2 separate regions of the Sus scrofa genome follow, and region 1 is linked to region 2. A link is a contact called in public HiChIP or PLAC-seq data. All regions are on one chromosome and are shown on one strand. The core of a region is the stretch at or near the end of the contact, and the rest is flanking DNA. Distances in the headings are between cores, read along the strand shown.

Region 1 (6,513 bases), core at 623-3,122, 310 kb after region 2:
CACCATTTCCGGTTTCAGGGGATTCACTGGTCCCAAGCCCCAGTGGCGGGCAGCTGGGACTGCTGGACTGACAAGGCCCGGAGGGGTGGGGGCCGCAGTCTGACCTCACACCGAAATCCAGCACCCCTGAGTGAGGGCCCCCCGGGGGCTCCAGGGAAGCATGGCACCCTCAGACCAGACAGTGGCCGAGTTCTGGAGCAAATAAAAGGCCTGTGTTATTTTTTGTTCTTGACCCTTTCTGTGTGTTCCTGGTTTTGAGGCTTCCTAGGGAGACTGGGCCTGGGGCAGTTGGTAGGTGGGCTGTCATTCTAGCTGTTTCTCCTCTCTAGCCATCACCTGCCTCCCACCCCTGTGCCATATACATGATACGCTGGTGCTGTTCCCAGACAGCCGCCTGCTCTGTGCCAGGCGCTCTGCCAGGCTTGTTCCACTTAACATCTATCTCATCTTCCCCACAAGCCTGGGAGCTGGGGCTTATCCCCCTTTAACAGATGAGGCGAGTGAAGCCCAGGCAGGTTAGGTGACTTTTCCAAGGTCACACAGCCAGCAAGTGGCAGAGACATGGTTCAGCCCAAGCCAGCCTGGCTATACTCTGCATCACTGTCCCCTACCAGCTACCGGAGGGACTCCTAACTTGGCTGCTACTAGTCCCTTCCCGTCTCTGTCCTGCCACACCCTGAGGTTCCAGTGGAACTTTCTGGTGGTACAAGGATGGCTGGTGGAGGTGGATGAGGCCAGAATCTCAGGCAGGGTGGCAGCCGTAGATGGCAGGCTTGTGGAGGCCTTTAGGACAGAGAACGAGCCGGGGAGGTGACGGGGCCGGGGTGGGATCGTGTTCCCCGAGTGTCCCTCTGTGGCCCTGGGGAGGACGTCCCCCTCTGTGCCTAACAGGAGATGCAGATTTAGGAAAGGCCAGGTTCAAAGCCACGGTCCAGAGGGGGCCCTGGACCACTTGCTTAGAGGGGTGGGAGAGAGCCTGCCCAAGCCGTTGCAAAAGCTGCCCACACATACCACCTGCCAGGATCCGGAGGCAGCGACCAGAGTGGGGCCCTGGGGTGGGGACTGGCTCAGCTGGGCTGACAGATGAAGGGAGACAGAATTGGTGCCAGAGGGGCTGGGCCCCATCTCCTTGGAGCTTGTTCCCTGCGTGGGGCCCTGGGTTCAGGTCTGCCCACCGAGGACTTGGAGCTGCAGCCACTGTCCTCCATGCCGCCCTTGCTGGGCTCCCTGAGCAAGAGCACACCTAGGTTTCCCCCGAACTGGGAAAGCATCAGAAATGGTGGTCTTGGGGGGCCTAACTTGGGGCCAGGTTACAAAAGGTGCTCACTACATGTTACAGCCTCTTCCCCTGTGAGCTCCTTCAGGAGTGGGGCTGGGTCTTCTTCCAGGTGCCAGGGGCCTGGCACTGGACCTGGCTAGCGAGCCCTGTTTGGCTTTGTAAATGGTGAAGGGCTTTCTCACCACAGAGTTGCCGTGATGCCCCTGGAAGGACTGGGGACAGAGACGTGTGCTCCTCATTCAGGGCCAGGGAACCTCTCAGGTGTCATCCAGGCCTGAGATTTGGGGACCTGACAGCTGGGAAATCAAGGTCCAACAGAGTGGATGGCTACACCACTCCTGTCCCCCAAAATGATAGCCGCACAGCTGATGGCAGCGCCCAGGCCTTCTGGGTCCCAGCCCGCCCGGCCTCTCTGCGGCCTCCTCTGCTCGGAGGAGACACTGGGCCTGTGAGGAGACTCACCTTCCCCTTTCTTTAGGATCCAGGGATTCAGCCTCGGGCCAGTATTCCCACATTGCCATGGAAACCACCCTCTAGGAGCACCAAGTCAGGCAGATGGAATTCCCATTTCGGAAGATCCCGCTGCCTGGTTTCCATGACTCACACTCGAGGCCCTTGGCCTCCGAGCTGCTTTGGCGTCGCTGAACAGCTGGAGGGCAGCCTGGAAAGGCGCCTGGATCCGCCTGCCCTACCCCCGCCCGGGTTCCTGGGGGCTTTGGGCACAGCCCTCACCACCTGAGGCCGCAGTGCCCTGACCTGTATGGTGTCCAGAAGGCGAAGCCCAGGCTGGTCAGTATGGGATCCGGGAGCTGTGAGGGCCCCGCATCCAGCTCCCTCCCATCTCACAGATGGGAAGACAGAGGCAGAGGGAGGAAAACAGCGCTGAGTAAAGGTGCAAGGCCCAGGCTCCAGGATTCAGCCCTTGGTCCCACTGCTTACTACTAGCTGCACATCTTTGGGGGAAAAAACAAACAAACAAAAAAACCAGTCACGGAGCCTCTCTTTGCCTCAGTTTTCTCATCCATAAATTGAGCGTATTGGCACCGACCCCAGAGTTGCCAGGAGGTCTTTGGCAGCAAGTTGAACCCAGTGCCCGGCCCAGGGATGTGTGTCTTCAACACGAGCTGCTGTCAGCCACATTTTCAGCGTCACAGGGAGGTGGCGAAGCACATTCTCTACCTGGATTAGAGGGGTCAGGAAGCCTTTCATCTCAGACCCCAGATCCCTATCCTTCCAGGAATGTTTTTGGTGGAGGGCAAAGCCAGCTTGTTCCAGGGAATAAGTCAGAAACAGTCTGTCCCTGTGCTGCTGCCCAGTCTTGGCCTGGCTGCGAGCAGTTGGGGTTAGCTGGCAAATGTGAAGGGTGGAAAGGGGAAAGGGCACACTAGTGCCACTCCAGTGGATGCCAGTGGGCGGGGATTGGGCATTGGTCTGCCCAAGCCAGCTTCAGTTGCCTCCCGCAGGCTCTCAGCCTGGCTGGGGACAGATATAGCCTCCTAAACCCTCCAGCCTGGAAGAGACCGTCTGGATCCAACTGCTGCCGGTGCTTGGATCCCTTCTTGGGTTTCTGCTTGCATCCCTCCTGTGACAGGGAGCTCATTACCTCAAGAGATAGCTCAGGAGGGCCTGGGAGCCTCTTGGGGGTTCTCAAGTTCTCCTCCACTGAAGTTGGGGTTCTGGGGCAGAGGTGGGGCTCTGGAGGCAGGTCAGCAGTAGCCTCCGCAGGTCTCCTGGCTGGGCAGCCCCGGACATCCTGGCCCAATTCTCCAGCTTCCTTCCTCCGTACCCCCCTCACCGCCCCCTAGTCTCCCCGAGCTCCCTGCCCTCACCTTCCAGCCTTGCTCCCCCTGGACCCTGTGCCTAGTGTTCCCTCTCTGGATCCCTCCCATGGACCTCCTACCCTGGAAAATCTCCAATTTCCTTCTCTTGCTGCTGAAGGCGGCCCCTCACCCCTGCCTCTCTCGCAGTGCTCTCAGGCCCTCAAGCAACAGATCCTGGGCCTCAGAGAAGGCGCTCCCGAGCTCTTGTTTTGCTGACAATCAGCAACATCTGTGAAACATCTGGTTTTGCCTGGCCTCTCCCCGGTCAGGCCAGGCAGGAGGGAAGGGGGTACCCTGGGCCTGCTGCTGCCGGGGTGCCCCTCCCTTGGGCTGGAGGAGACAGCGGGGCTTGAGTGGCGGGTGGCCGTTGAGGAAGAGCTGTGGAACTGACCTGGGCCTGCTCAGGATGATGGCAGCGAAGGCATAGCTGGAGCTGGGGGCGGGCAGTGCCAGGCTGCAGAGGAAAAAAAGTGATGGCTTGCGTGGCACACACAGGAGGGTCCATTCCTTATCTCCACCAAGGCCTCGCCACAGGTCTGGAGAAGGTCTGAGGATTGTTTTCATTTTATAAGTGAGGAAGTTAAGGATCAGAGAAAGGGGACAAGTACCGGAGAGGCTGAGTGGGAACTGGAACTCCAGCCCCAACTCCCAGGCAGCATCACTCTCTGAGAGATTTAGTGGCTTCGATGGGGCCTCTTAACTCAGCTCCTCCTTGGCTTGAGGGCGGAGGTCTGTCTTTCTTTTTTCTTTCTTTCTTTCTTTCTTTCTTTCTTTCTTTCTTTCTTTCTTTCTTTCTTTCTTTCTTTCTTTCTTTCTTTCTTTCTTTCCTTCCTTCCTTCCTTCCTTCCTTCCTTCCTTCCTTCCTTCTTCTTTCTTTCTTTCTTTCTTTCTTTCTTTCTTTCTTTCTTTCTTTCTTTCTTTCTTTCTTTCTTTCTTTCGTGGCTGCACCCAAGGCATATGGAAGTTCCCGGGCCAGGGAATGAATCTAAGACATAACTGTGACCCATGCCATAGCTGCAGCAATGCCGGATCCTTAACCCACTGCACCCAGCTGGGGCTTGAACCTGCAGCTCCGCAGGGAACCCAAGGCACTGCAGTCGGATTCTTAACCCACTGTGCCACAGGGGGAGCTCCCGAGGTCAGAGGTTTTCTAGGGAAGGCATGAGCTTAAGTGTGTGTGGCTTTCTGGCCCTGAATTTCAGCTCTCAGTAGAGCTGTGGGAGAAGTTGCTTTGCCTCTCTGCACCTTGGTTGCTTCATCTGTAAAATGGGAATAATAATCCCACCTCAAGGAACTCATGTGGATTTGGTGAGATAATGAATCTGTGTAAGCCCTCAGCACAGAGGGTGCCCTGCGTGGGGCCGGAGGGAGGCCTGGGGCTGCGACCAAGTGACCCAATGGATGAGGCCAGGCCCTGCAACCAGCTTCACAGGAGGAGGTGGCCCCACATCTACTCTGAAGCCAGTTTCTACCTAGATGGCTGGTGACTCAACGGCAAGGGCAAAGCCCCAAGGGGATGGAGTTGGGCCCCAGGCGCCATTGGGCCCAGCACGACCCTCCCTGCCATTTTGGAGGTAACTGAATAGCACTTACACCGTTGAGCAGCTGCCCGGCCTCCAGACCAGTCCCAGATGCCTTTGCGACCTTGGCTGAGGCCCCTCTTCTCTCCTGGGAAACAAGGAGAATCAAGCCTTTCTTCCTATCTGAGGACCTTCTGGAGGGGCAGATGGCGCTGTGTGTGAGGGGCTGGGATTCAGGCTGAGTGGGTCTCTGTATGTAGGGTCTGTGTGTCTGTGTCTCAGTGTGTGGGTACATGTGAGTTGTTAGGATTCTAAAAATAGGGTTTAGCCACTTCCCCGGAGGAATGGAGGGGCCAACTGGGATGAAGCAGCCTACCTACCCCTGGGCCCTGGGTCTTCCTGAGTTCAGTGCGCCTCAGGACACGGCCCTTCGGTGTCCTCTAGTCAGGCTGGGCTGAGGAAGGATCTGCTGGTTATTCCCACTCTTTCCCTTGAGGTAAAGTCCACAGCCTACCCTGCCTGTGCTGTGCTTACGCACACCCCCCCTCCACACACACACACACACACATACACACACGGAGCTCGGCTGAGAACAGTCTTTCCCAGGGGGCGAGCTCAGGTTGTGACTCCAAGGAAAATATAAAAACATGAAAGGGATGAAGAAAGGCAGGGTTCTCCCCTGGAGGCGTCTGACTCTGACACCTCGGGCTGTATTTGCTTCTCCCTCTGAAGGGTTCTGGCATGGGGACTGGCCCCATTCCTGGAACCAGTCCATTGTGAGGCACTGGAGAGCGGTGACTAAGATAGTGGGCTTCGGAGGCTGACAGGGTTTGAGGCCAGGCTCAGGTCCTTAGTTGCTGCATGACCTGAGGCAAGTCACTTAACCTCTCTGATCCACCGGGTCCCCATTTGTAAAGAGGGTGTCATAATAGTTTCCACTAATAGGGTTGTCGTGAAAGATAAAAGCAACCTGTGAGCCCTCTGCATACAGCCCTTCTGGTCTGCCTTCAAGTCCTGGAATGAAGGTTCCCCCACCCCCCTTCAACCTCAGGGCCTTTGCATGTGCACTTCCCTCTGGCTAGAACACTTTTTCCTGCCTCCCTTCATTGTTAATGATAATGACAAGAACAATACTTAATACTTAATACTAAGTATTAAGTATTATTGAGCACTTAATACTTGTCAAGTGCTGTGTTGAGTATTTGTCTGACCCTTTATTATCTTACGCTCACTACAACCCCATGAGCTAAGAGTCTTGAGGATGCATTCTGGAGCCAGATTGCTAGGGAGGTAACTTCCAGCTCTTCCTTTTAGTTGTATGACTTGGGGCAAGTTGCTTCTCTTTCTGGGCCTCAGTTTACCCATCTGTACATGGGGACAGGCATAAGACTAGTACCACAAGGTAGCTATAATGAGAATTAAAAGTTTTAACACATACAAAGTGCTTAGAACCATGCCTAACACATTGTAAATGCTATATAAGTGGGTTTTTTGTTTGTTTGTTTGTTTTTCTTTTTAGGGCTGCAGGTGTGGCATGTGGAAGATCCCAGGCTAGGGGTCCAGTTGGAGCTGCAGCTGCCAGCCTACACCACAGCCATAGCCACGTGGGATCCGAGCTGTGTCTTTGACCTACACCACAGCTCACAGCAATGCTGGATCCTTAACCCACTGAGTGAGGCCAAGGCTCGAACCCGCATCCTCATGGACATTCGTCAGGTTTGTTTCTGCTGAGCCATGATGGGAACTCCCTACATTAGCATTTTATTAATAAAACTCTATGTCTCAGACAAGCAAACTGAGGCACAGAGAGATTATGCCGTGTCCACGTTTACATTGCAACAAGAGGGAGATGGGTTTTGACCCCAGGCTGGCTGGGTCCAAAGTACCTAATGCC
Region 2 (6,446 bases), core at 2,624-5,123:
GGGAACTTCTATATGCCGTGGGCACAGCCAATACCCCCCACCCCACCAAAAAAAAAAAAAAGAAAAACAAGCAAGATGCCTATAAAAGAGGATTCTAGACAACAATCATTTCAATCTCATGCTCTGTTCACAAGCAAATACTCTAGCTAAGAGAGTAAAATTAAATATCACATCTTAATTCAGTGTAGTTAATAGGAATATACACAAGCCATTAAATTTGATTAATATTATGTGCAAATTGTGAGGGATTTGTGATCACTTGCAAATACTAAAATCAGTTTACTAAATCTTAGGAAAACTCCCTCTAACTCACCAATTCACAGGGTTATCCTTAGGGTCTAAGTAGGTGCTAAATGGATAGGTCATTCATTAAACAAACACTTCTTGTACTCCAGCTACACAGTTAAAAGGCATAGCCACAGTCTGTGGAAAAAACAAACAAAGAGAAAATTTCAATACAGTGTAATAAGAACGCTGAGGAGGGTAACGCAATGGTATCACATAAGCACTCAGTCCAGTGGGGTGAAGAGGGATGTGCAAGACTTCCTGGTAGAGATGATGTCTTAGTTGATGTGTGAAGGGCAGGCAGAGAAAGGGGCTTAAGGGCATCCGAGGCAGAGAGAACAAGTATGCACAGAGGCCAAGGGAACACCCTAGAATATGAAAATCCAAAGTAATTTGTATGCTTAAAAAAAAAAAAAAAAAAAAAGGTTTTCTTCTTTTCTTTATTTTTGACTTTTGCCATTTCTTGGGCCGCTCCTGCAGCATATGGAGGTTCCCAGGCTAGGGGTTGAATCAGAGCCGCAGCTGCCAGCCCACACCACAGCCACAGCAACTCAGGATCCAAGCCTCTTCCGCAACCTACACCACAGCTCACGGCAATGCCAGATCCCCAACCCACTTGGCAAGGCCAGGGATCGAACCTGCAACCTCATGGTTCCTAGTTGGATTTATTAACCACTGCGCCATGACGGGAACTCAAAAAAAAAGATTTTCTTTAGAAGGAAACTCCTAAACTGAGTTTAAAAGCTGTTGAGGGCATCATTTTTTTTTTCTTTTTAGGGCTGCACCTGCAGCATATGGAGGTTCCCAGGCCAGAGGTCAAATCGGAGCTATAGCCTCTAGCCTACACCACAGCCACAGCAACACAGGATCTGAGCCGAATTTTCGACCTACACCCCAACTCATGGCAACCCCGGATCCTTAACCCACTGAGCAAGGCCAGGGATGGAACCCGCATCCTCATGGATCCTAGTTAGATTTGTTAACCGCTGAGCCGCGAAGGAAACTCCAATGGCATCATCTTTATATTCCCAACAGCATCCTGTAGAGAATGTCTATAATAACCAATCAGTATATGTTTTGCTGAATAAATTTAGATATTCAAATTCAAAAAGTGAAATGAACTTTTCTCGAGCACCATGCTATGCTTTTCTTGTACATTCTCATTTTTAACACAGAAATACTATGACACTGGCAAAATTACCCTATTTTACAGATAAAGTTGAAGCTATTCAGTTGATTAACAAATGTCTCAGCCTTGGAGTTCTAGCTGAGACTTATCAGGTTAAGAATCCCACTAGTATCCACGAGGATGCAGGTTTGATCCCTGGCCTTGCTCAGTGGGTTAAGGATCCAGCATTGCCGTGAGCTGTGGTATAGGTTGCAGACAGGGCTTGGATCCTGTGTTGCTATGGTTTTGGTGTAGGCCGGCAGCTATAGCTCCAGTTTGGCTCCTAGTCTAGGAACTTCCATATACCTCAGGTGTGGCCCTAAAAAAGACCACACAAAAAAAGTGAGAATGAGGTAAGTGAAACCTCCTTTAAAGTATGTATAGTTCTGGAGTTCCCCTCATGGTGCAGCGGAAACAAATCCAACTAGGAACCATGAGGTTTCAGGTTCGATCCCTGGCCCCACTCAGTGGGTTGAGGATCCAGCATTGCTGTGATCTGTGGTATAGATTGCAGACTCGGCTCTACATGCCACTGCTGCAGCCCAATAAAGACAAAAGACAAAATAAATAAATAAATAAAATGAGGTATGTACAGTTCCCATCGTGGCGCAGTGGAAATGAATCTATCTGGGAACCATGAGGTTAAGGGTTCCATCCCTGGCCTCACTCAGAGGGTTGAGGATCCGGTGTTGTGGTGAGCTGTGGTACAGGCCGGCAGCTGTAGCTCTGATTAGACCCCTAGCCTGGGAACCTCCATATGCCGCAGGTGCGGCCCTAAAAAGCAAAAAAAAAGTATGTACAAACATAAATGATTATTACATGTTTCTAGGATGTAGCTAGGGACTGTGAAGTATACAAAAGATAAAATTTCCCCTCCTCCCATGAAGCCTGGGACTGAGACAAATGATATTATCAACACAAAACACTGACACATTACATTTCAAATTTTTTGGTACTAAATCAAATACGATTTTTTTTTTTTTTTTTTTTTGTCCTTTTAGGGCGCTCCCACAGCATATGGAAATTCCCAGGCTAGGGGTCTAATCAGAGCTGTGGCTGCCGGCCTACGCCAGGGCCACAGCAATGCCAGATCCGAGCCGCGTCTGCGACCTACACCACAGCTCACCCTAATGCCGGATCCTTAAGCTCCGGATCCAACTGAGCAAGGCCAGGGATCAAACCCACAACCTCTGGTTCCTAGTCGGATTCGTTTCTGCTGCGCCACGACAGGAACTCCCAAATCAAATAGGATCTTGATTCCAACGTAGACAAAGGCAAGAGGAAGCCAAAGTTCCAAGAGAATGCTTAAAAGAAAAAAACAACTGTGATACATTCTAACTTTCCCGCAAGCTGTAAAAAGCTCACCACTATGAAGAAGTATAGTGTAATGGGTAAAAGTGCTTGCTTTGGAGGCAAAGGGCAGAGACTCAAATTCTGTTGCCACTGATTTTGGACAATTAGCTTCGCCTTTCACTAGATCTTAGCTTCTTCCCTTGTATCTGTACTCAGGTGTTGTATGGATTGAATGACGTGATGCAGATAAGTGCCTGTAACGTACGTAACTTGGCATTTAGTAAACGCTCAAATATGTAGCCATTATTATTGTAACTGCCCTTGGAGAGGGTAGGAGGCTCTGTCCAGCTCGGGAAACAACAATAAATTTTGAAAAATCTCCACCCCCGATACGGGAGCAAAAACCTTGTCTTGTCGATCTCTGGTGCCCCAACACCCAGGGCAACACAGGGCTGTGCAGAGCTGCTTGCGCGCAGTTTACCTGACGCCTGACATTCTTCATCTCACTCCGAGTAATATAGACCAAACACAGGCCATGGCTCCTCCGCTGGCTCTTTATTTTACTCTGGCGCTAGAGGGCTCTTCGAGCTTATTCTTTCGCCACTGCCCAAATGCACCGAAAATCCACCCAGCTCAAAAGAAGCTGCCGAGAGAACTTCCCGACAGCGGAGGAAAGCACACTCCTTTCGCGGCTACAGGACCGCACTCCTGGGTCCGGGGCAAAGGTTTCCATGGCAACATGGTCCACCACTCTAGGAGGACTTAAAGCTCTTCGCAGGGCCGGGAGCGGCAGCAGACCCCGGAAGGTGCCGTTTCACTCCCGGAGTTCAGTCCGGAGGCGCGCGACTTGAAGCACCTACCTCTTTTCAGCCCTTTCCCGGAACCTCAGCGCCCACCCCGAATCTTCTGCTATGTCAACTGCACTACACCTCCCAGGTTGCTCTGAGTCTCTCTCCTCGCAGAACCTCGTCCTCCGCGTGCTCTTTTTAGAGGCTGTACGTGTCACAACGCTCAACGCACCCAGAGCCTTTCCTACTACGATTCCCATCATGCTCTACGGCGCCCAGGACGCGGCTTCGGCCCTCGGCCCACTTCCGGTCTGGACGTAATTCCGCTTTGTTAGGCGCGCGGTGGATGGTCTGGAACGTAGGGCTCGCCTCTTGCTGAAGCTTCGCGGCCTCGGAGCCCAGCATGGCTTCCTCGCGAGCCTCCTCCACGGTACGGATCTCGGCTCACTCTGGCAGGGCAGGGAGGGCGGAGGGGTGGGGGGTCCGTGCAGAACAGAGCCGTTAGGGAACGGGCGGTGGAGGACTGAGGAGGAAGGCTGCCAGACTCGGTCTGGTCTTAGAGAGCTGAGCAGCGTTTTTCTTTGAGTGACCGGAGTGTGTTTTAGGTCATTTTCATCTCTTACTACAACAACCCTAAAATGTAAATACCTCTTCCGTCTCGTTCAGAAACGGAGCTCTGAAAGGGAGTAGGGTTTTGGCCAAGATTTACGACAGTGTCAGTCTTGATTATAATGAGGCCTCCTAACTTCATATCTACTACCTCGCGTCTGAAAACGTTTGAATTGTATAGACCGGTAACTTTATAACTTGTTCCCCTTTATCATGGCGTTGGTTATTTCAGTTATTCTTGATATCTCCTGTGATGAGCAGTGGCCCTGAAAGTTTCATAAAACCCAAGAAGAGATTGCACCTCCAACCAAATGAAGTAAACATGTTCCAAAGCAAACCATTGATAGAAAAATCACAAGAGAAATTCACTAGTTTTATCTATCTCTTCCTATCTGCAAAACTTAAAGTGACTGAGAGACTGGAACACTCCCCCCTGCCCCACTCCATCAGGGAAGATACATCTTAATTGGTGTCCAACTTGTCTTTTTTGGGGGAGGGAATAGGATTGAAGCTCTGGATAAGCTTCATCCTCTGGGAAGCTAGCAAATTGCTGAGATTAAGCTTTAGGTTCATCCAGGTCTTTGATTTAACAGGCAACCAAAACTAAGGCACCTGATGACTTAGTCGCTCCTGTTGTGAAGAAACCACACATCTATTATGGAAGTTTGGAAGAAAAGGAGAGGGAACGGCTGGCCAAAGGAGAGTCTGGGATTTTGGGAAAAGAAGGACTTAAAGCAGGAATTGAAGCAGGGAATATTAACATAACCTCTGGTAAGATGCAAACTGTAGTCCATCTCTACTTTGGGTGCTCAAAATTTCTGTAATATTTACTTTCCTAAACGTAGATATCACAAGTATAGTGTCAGAAAACTTCGCATATTAAACTTGCATCTATTGGTGTTCCTATTGTGGCTCCCGGGTTACACGAACCCAACTTGTATCCAAGAGGATGCAGGTTGGATCCCTGACCTCATTCAAATGTGGATTAAAGGATCCACTGTTACTTTGAGCTGTGGTGTAGGTCTCAGACGTGGTTCAGATCCCAAGAGCCTGTGACTGTGTTGTAGGCTGGCAGCTGCAGCTCCAGTTTGACCCCTGGCCTGGGAACTTTCAAATGCCCCAAGTGCGGCCCTAACAAAGCAAAAAAACAAAAAAACAAACAAAAATTTGCATCTTTCGAAGGCCATACTTTCTGCCTACCCATTTAACATTACCCCAGAGCCTTTTTTCTTTTAACTTTTTTTTTTTTGTCTTTTTTGCCATTTCTTGGGCCACTCCCACGGCATATGGGAGGTTCCCAGGCTAGGGGTCTAATCGGAGCCGTAGCCGCCAGCCTATGCCAGAGCCACAGCAACTCGGGATCCAAGCTGCGTCTGCAACCTACACCACAGCTCACAGCAACGCCGGATCATTAACCCACTAAGCAAGGCCAGGGATCGAACCTGCAACCTCATGATTCCTAGTCAGATTCGTTAACCACTGCGCCACGACGGGAACTCCCAGAACCTTTTTTCTTAAAACCTTTTATACAGGTTTTCTTCCCTGAATTGTTAATAATTTTACTGGGAATTTATTCAGTGTGTGTTTGGATTCAGATTGATTCCACTTATCTTATGGATATCTAGGATAGTTCTGGCATTGGTTTGGAACTACCCTGGTTCATAATATTCTAACTTGTTCAGTTTTCCAATTATTTTTCACCCAAAATGAAATATCTCTTTCAATTAAAAGCAATAGCTGTTTTTATTTTGAAAGAGATTAGTTAGAAATGTGTGAGGTAGAAAAGCCTATAATCCTTATTAATTAGGTCTATATTATTCCAAGAATTTAATAAAGCTACAGAAATACAAGATTTTTTTCTATAAATGAAATCATGATAAATTATTTCGTAACCTGCATTTGTCATTCTGTTTACTGTTGAGGATATCTTTTGATGTCAGTAACTAGTGGTCCACTGTTTTTAAAATAAAATTATTCATATTTGTCATAAGAAATTCAAATCGTACTGAAAGGTGTAGAAAGACCTCTGCAGATAGGATTCTGTCATTTCTATTAATACTCCCACACATTTTCTTTTTCTGTACACATGTGCTCTGGTGACTTTTTTAACTTTTTATGTTGTTTTAAACATAACAGCATCACTACTATACTTCTCATTTTTCATCCAAATGCTTGTATCTGGGCTGCTGGATTATCCAAAAAGCCTTATAGTCAGAGTTCCCTCTGTGGCAAAGTGGGTTAAGAATCCAACTGCAGTGCCTCCAGTTGCTGCAGAGGTGCGGGTTCGATCCCTGGCCTGGCAC

What was found. HiChIP or PLAC-seq counts read pairs in DNA pulled down with a chosen protein or histone mark.
Region 1: an H3K27ac HiChIP or PLAC-seq map of skeletal muscle shows a contact between it and region 2. The contact joins the enhancer-like site here to the promoter of PRPF4 in region 2. A contact is called at or near these places in 2 of 5 promoter capture datasets (fetal skeletal muscle and liver), 5 of 47 Hi-C or Micro-C datasets (brain, embryonic fibroblasts, omental adipose tissue and 2 more) and 1 of 2 datasets of contacts at active chromatin or transcription factors (skeletal muscle).

Annotation. Positions count from the first base shown.
Region 1 is chr1:254,211,574-254,218,086 of Sscrofa11.1, forward strand. It overlaps RGS3 (regulator of G-protein signaling 3), which reads left to right. Exons shown (of 24, transcript XM_003480580.4): 24 at 1-232. Among named protein-coding and RNA genes, the nearest start is that of MIR378B, 79 kb to the left of the region's middle. Within about 2 kb of position 1,873, at least 25 of the 83 cell types and tissues checked have an H3K27ac peak or open chromatin away from gene starts, as enhancers often do. A contact at or near this core is called in embryonic fibroblasts, fetal skeletal muscle, omental adipose tissue and 2 more, where this site is marked.
Region 2 is chr1:253,902,858-253,909,303 of Sscrofa11.1, forward strand. It overlaps PRPF4 (U4/U6 small nuclear ribonucleoprotein Prp4), which reads left to right and starts at 3,874. Exons shown (of 14, transcript XM_005660339.3): 1 at 3,874-3,964; 2 at 4,737-4,914. CDC26 (anaphase-promoting complex subunit CDC26) reads right to left here and starts at 3,802. Exons shown (of 4, transcript XM_021067696.1): 1 at 3,607-3,802; 2 at 314-423. The coding sequence starts at 366.